Regions from separate parts of the Anas platyrhynchos genome. Here region 1 is linked to region 2. Evidence: chromatin contacts called from public Hi-C data. All regions are on one chromosome and are shown on one strand. The core of a region is the stretch at or near the end of the contact, and the rest is flanking DNA. Distances in the headings are between cores, read along the strand shown. Region 1 holds the start of ITPR1 (inositol 1,4,5-trisphosphate receptor type 1). Region 2 overlaps ITPR1 (inositol 1,4,5-trisphosphate receptor type 1).

Region 1 (3,166 bases), core at 171-2,670, 39 kb after region 2:
GGCCGTCTTCCAGCTCTAAGCCCCTCTGGTCCCTGTAAGCTGCTTTGGCGAAGCTGCCTTCCCTCACACTCACCCACGGGCGAGCAAGCAGCCCGTCTACCAGCTACTACAGAGCCACTACCCTCGTCCCACCTCCCACGGGATTCCCAGATTCCTCCCGTCTTCCAGCACAATCCTACAACTACAACTCTCGTGTTTATGGCGTGGCGCCGCTGCGGGCTCCCGGCATGCCCCGGCACCTGGCGCATCGCACGGCCCCCAGGACCTGGGTCCTGCTGGGAGGCTGCTGGAAAAAGTTTGGCTTCGAAACCATCCATGGCAGCCAGGTACCCCCGGGAAGCACTGGAAGGAGCTCCTGCTTCCAGCACAGGCCTCAGGACCCCACTGGCTGGTACAGGGCAGGCACCAGGCTGTTGCTGCTCCTCTTGCACACATGTGGGAAATGCCACGATCTTACCTGCACGTTTCACCCAAACTCTGACACTCTGGGGGGGGACCGGCTGCCCCCCACACTGCCACGTCCTGGCACCCATCCAGCACTACCTCTACAGCAAGGCTGAGCCCAAGACCCGGTGTCACAAGCTATTTGCAGGGCTCGCTCTACACTGTGACAGCTCTTGTGGGGAGCCAGCACCTCGGGTTCCCTCTCATCACTTGGGCTTGATTCTTTGGGGTCCTGATGCACCCCACAGACTGATCCTTTGGGGTGATGCGAGAGGACAGGCAGTGCCACCAGGCCCTGTTAACCCCTCATTTCTATCAGGAGCCACAACTGCTGCTGACCCCCTGTTTGCCAGTCCCCACATCCCCCCTGGGGGCTCCAACAAGTGCCTCCAGGAGGGCACCACCGAGCCCAGTGCCTCCACCAGGGCCTTCCCCCCGCCCCAGCCCTGCAGGCGAGCACCAATTCTTTGACCAAACACGCTCTTTCCCACCGCCAGGCTCCACCCCACGGTTGCAGAGGCGAGCCCCGTGCTCGGGCTGTTTGTTTCCTTCCTAATTTACCAACCCCAGCGGGAGGAAGCCGGGCTGCTCCCTCCTCGCAGCAGGCGAGCAGGTGGAGGGCTACCCGAGCAGCAAGCACCCGCTCCTGCCACACACAGCACATCGCGAGAAACACCCCAAAAGCACCGAATTCACCCCCCCGGCACCCTGCTGCGACCCCCGGGGGCTGCTGCCAGCCCCACGCCGGCTCCCTCACAGCAGCCTCCGGCGGTGCCCGCTGCCCGGAGCGGAGCCACCCGCCCCCCCGGTGCTTACCGAGCCCTCCCCCGGCCCTACCTGTGTCCGGCCGGGGCGTGCTAGCGGCGCTGCGGCAGCCCCATGCCGGCGGCGCTGCCCGGTGCCGTAGGGACGGAGCCCGCGCCCCGCTGCCGCCGCTCAGCGGCCCGTCCGCATGGTTACTGCGCGCCCGCCGCGCCGCCCCGCCTTTATATACCGCCGCGGGGGCTGCTGGGAAATGTAGTCCTGGCGTCTAGGCGAGCCGTGCAGCGGAGCGCCCCGCGGGACTACAACTCCCGGCGTGCCCCGCGGCCCTGCCCCGTCCCGTCCCGCTGAGGTGGCTTCGCCCCCCAGCCCCATCATGTCGCTTGTCCTCTCCCCTCAGGGGCTGTGTCCCCCCCTCACGGAGCGCCCCTGCCCGGGCAGAGCTCCGGGAGGTTGTGCCCGGGAAGGGCCTCCTGCCGACAGCGCTAGGTTTAAGGGCTCTGGGAGGATAATTGTGGATAAATCTCCCGTTTTTATGATATTTTGATGACAGTGAAAGCGGTTTCGCAATTCTGAAGCACGGTGGACTCAGTACCAGGAAGGAGAATAATTAAACTGTGTGGAAGAGATGTCCTGCCTGTGAAGAAATGGCTTAGGAGCGCGGACACCGTCAATAAACGACACCAAAGAAAGTTCTCGGGAGCCCTCAGGGTCACAAGCTGCAGCTCGGATGCTGTTCAGGGGCAACCGGACATTTTAATGGCTTTGTCTGGTCTCCTAGGACAATACAGGAACATAAACCTTCCTGGTGAAAGTACAGAAATGATGCAAAAAAGGGTTCTAGGGAAGCAAGCGATGGGAACCAGTAGGCGAGATACCCCAGCGGGCTGGACACGAGCTGCTTTCCCTGAGCTCTGTAACGGCACAGCCGGAACCCCACGGCTCTGCTGGGGCAGGCTGTTACCAAGTTTGTGTCTGTTTGGGTTTTTTTTAAGTACATCACAGGGCAAAAGGGACGGCTGAGAGCTACTGGGAGCACCCAGCGCTGTGATTGCAGCACGCACTGAGACTTCATGCGGCCCACGGGAGTGCGTAGTGTTGCTTTCCAGCAGTACAAAAAAAAACCAAAAGTTTCCTTCGCTCTGCCCCTGCTTTGAGCTGCACAGCCCTGGTTTGTGCAGGGAACATGATGTGAAGCGCAGGGAGCTGCTGCCCCACAGGGTGCACGTAGGTCCATTCTGCACAGCCCTGAGCAGCAGCTTCCCCACAACGTAAAGCTTTCCGTGGCGGAGCGCCCAAACCTCCAACAACTGCGGTGCCCCAGCAAGAGGCAAGGAGACGCCGGGCGCCCCCGACCCCAGGCAGCCCCCAGGTATTTGAGGGGGGGCAGCACCAGGAGCCAGGCGCGGCCCCTTTAAGACGCGACCACCACGTGACCGCAGCAGCACGTGACGCCGCCCAACATGGCTGCGCCCGGTGGCTGCGGGGCGCTGCCGCGGCTGCTGCTCCTCGTCCTGGCGCTGCTGCTGGCGGCGGGGGCGGACCCGGACCTGGAGCCGGATTCAGCTCCGGATTCGAATCCGGCTCCGGCTCCCGGCGGGTCCTGCGGCTGCGGGGCCGGCCGCGGCGGCGGCGGGCGGGAGGCGGCGGCGCGGCGCTACGCGGCGGCTCAGGGCAGCGGCAGCGGCAGGAGCGGGCCGGTGAGCGGCGGGGGCAGCGGGGGGCAGCGGCTCCGGCCCCGGCCCCGGCCCCGGCCCCGGCCCCGGCCGTGCTGCCGGAGCTGGGCTCTGAGCGCACGGAGCTGCGCGGCCAGGTGCTGCTGAGGTGCCGGTGCCCGTCAGGAAGCCTTGGGGCACTCCCAGCTGAAGCCGCCCGGCAATCTGTCAAGTTCCCTGCCTGGCAATCTGTCAGGGTTCCCAGCTGGCAGCCTGTCAGGATGTTTCAGGGTTTGGAAAGGAAC
Region 2 (2,747 bases), core at 97-2,596:
CCGAGACACGTCCTCTGCTTGGCACTGCCAGCTTAGGGCTTCTGAACAACTAGGAGAAGTGGAAAACGAACCACACTTTCCAGGTATGCTCTCTTCAACACTCTTTTCATTTACAGGAGGATGATTCACCGAGATTGACAGCACGGAACGGGATTCAAAAAGCCACCGCAGCCCTGCACTTTCGGAGGATGCATTGTAAGCAACGCAGCAGTTATCAAATTTTCTATTTTTGCTTAAACCATCAGTTCACACTGACAGCAATTAACACACAGAGCTGCACAGAAGAATTAATTGTATGCTAGATTTAGTCACAGTGCAAGTGTGTTTTTTCCAGCCTTTTCAGTCAAGAAAGTTTCCAAGTCAGGCTCAACTTGTACAAGGAGAGGTGCCCCCTCTCTTCCCTGGAGCATGAAGGAAAAGGACTACAAGTGCTTGACCTTCTTCAATGCAACGGGGGAAAATATGACATGGTTTTCTTAGGTTTTCTTCTTAGTTAGAAGACTACAAATCTAAAAACAAACAATAAAATGCACCCAAAATTCCTAAAACAAGTATTAGGAAATCTGTTTCTCAAGTGGCTGAGGAGAACTCAGCCTCGTGTGCCATTCCCCTTACCACGACCACCCGAGGCTGGTTAGCACAGCGTGCATTTTACCACGGCTCAAACCCATGGCCAGAAAGCTCTTGGATCTCCATGTTCCACGGGCTTCTATCTTCACAGAAATCAACACGCAACTGCGTGCTAGCTGAGCACCACCACGGTCACAAGTCTGCAACCCACAGAAGTGCCGGCTGTGTAAGACAGACCAAGCACTCGTCAGACATGGTACGTAGGGAGGGTCTCTCCGTTTCTAACAGACCCGAGATGAAGAAGTTGACTTGCCAGCAGCCGAAACATCCCGCTCCCTGCTCTGCTCACGGATTCAGGGGAAAGCTGATAAATAAAAGCCGTCACTGCAACGTAATCTCATCATCCCAAGCAGCGCTCGCTGAACTTTAGCCATGAAGGAATGCATTTTGTTTTCAGATCTTCACGATATATGGGAAGGACGTCAGAGCCGCACACTGCGTCAGCAGGAAAATAAAACCCCTGGAGCTGCTGATTGAGGACACGGCGTCAGGCACACGCTGAGCAAAGTCCTGCAGGCAAAAGGCGGCTGTGTAACCGTGTATTACCTCATCACGCACACGGGTAATGAATGCAGTTATACAGACACGTCTTAAAATGCACCCCCATGTTTCCAGGCTAAATTTTGTTCATTTGCCAGCAGCTGCCTTCAGGAAAGGGGCTTGGTGCACGGCTGGGCCCTGCAGCCACACACCCCTTCTCGCTGTCGGGATCCCACAGGGGCTCTGCCACCTGCAGCTCACTGAACTATGCCAGGAATGCCTGCTTACCAGCACGTACCAGCAGCACAGAGGAGTAAGGAAAGGATGCTAGAAACACAGAAGATCCCATGTTCCCAAGTGTTTGGGGATTCAGGAGAGAAACCTGCCAGCCAGGTTACTCCAGCTGCAATCCCTTCTACCCCTGGTGGGAGAGCTGACAGCTTTCTGTAGTGGCCTGAAACCACGGCCGGGTGGTTATCAGAGTACTTACAAGTCAGGAATCCAGACTTCATCCCCCACAGCCAGGGTCAGCATAAAAACCCTGGAATTACCAACGCCAGAGGTCTTGATTTTGTGCCCAGAAAAACCTCGGGTTTTGGCAGAGGGGAAAGGCAGGCAGGCAATTGTAAGAATGGCAAAAAACTACTCAACGTTTCCCTCTGGTCTTTACTACTTGGACTAAGTTGTAAAATTGTTCAGGAATTTCAAAAACATTGGGGAAGGAGAGGTACATTTCTCCTCTCCTTGTTCCTAGGCTGGGAAATACTTTGGAGCCACAAAAATTGCTTGGTGGCAAGACAGACCTTCCTCACACCTCCGGAGTTTATAGCATCGACTGCAATCACATCAACACATTTGCCTCGTTGGGTGTATGTTTTATTATCATTAAGATTGATCAGAAGAATCCAGCGTACAACTGGCATTTCAGGGAAATTCTTGAGAAGCCGTGATAAATCCAGAACATCTGTTGGGTGCCTTCACTTGTTTCCACAATGATAAAAAAGAAGAGCCAAATCAGCAAGAAAACTGCTGAAAAGGTACCAGGTTTCCCACCTTTTGTGCCCCCTCCCCAGTCAGATTCCATCAAAGCACCATGGAAAGATCAAGCTGCATTCAAAGATTATACTCTCAGAATTATTATTTTTTTAGCAACTTGATTAAAAGCTGAATGGGAGTTTCAATAGCATCTGGGTAGTATGTTAATATTATTATAAGAGAAAATGGAAAACTTGCCCAAATTGCAAGCATCTGTTAGCAGAGAAGCTGGAATGATTTGCAGAAGCAGGTATAGTATTTCAGAGCCCACCCAAGACCATCATTTGCTCTCACCACAAGCCATCCACAGGCTGCACGGGAAGCTCGGGGAGCTGCTAAATGTGCAGTGCTGGTGCGTAACGCTCCTCGTGCTGCCTGAACTGGTCAGCCTGGTGACAGCCACACAGCAGCTCCTGCGAAGGCTTTCCACCTTCATTACACTAAGGGCAACAGTTTGGAGTCCTGGCTGGTGACTTCAAAAATAAGCAAGATAAAAATAAGCCCTTCTCGCAAAGCCTCCCTCAGGGCATGTTCACCTGAGGAAAAGCTACCGAGAGGAGGATCCTTAACTAGGTCACTTCCCAAACCTGTTGAGTATTTCA

Evidence for each region. Hi-C and Micro-C count contacts between places; a contact is called where the count stands out from the background.
Region 1: a contact with region 2 is called in a Hi-C map of F5 follicle, with 1.7 times the contacts expected there. The contact joins the promoter of ITPR1 here to the enhancer-like site in region 2. A contact is called at or near these places in 4 of 8 Hi-C or Micro-C datasets (F5 follicle, liver, skeletal muscle and 1 more).

Annotation. Positions count from the first base shown.
Region 1 is chr13:2,007,633-2,010,798 of IASCAAS_PekinDuck_T2T, forward strand. It overlaps ITPR1 (inositol 1,4,5-trisphosphate receptor type 1), which reads right to left and starts at 1,421. Exons shown (of 57, transcript XM_072044593.1): 1 at 1,282-1,421. SUMF1 (sulfatase modifying factor 1) reads left to right here and starts at 1,747. Exons shown (of 9, transcript XM_027467552.3): 1 at 1,747-2,578.
Region 2 is chr13:1,968,410-1,971,156 of IASCAAS_PekinDuck_T2T, forward strand. All of the region lies in intron 3 of ITPR1 (inositol 1,4,5-trisphosphate receptor type 1), which reads right to left. Among named protein-coding and RNA genes, the nearest start is that of ITPR1, 39 kb to the right of the region's middle. Within about 2 kb of position 1,347, at least 3 of the 8 cell types and tissues checked have an H3K27ac peak or open chromatin away from gene starts, as enhancers often do. A contact at or near this core is called in F5 follicle, where this site is marked.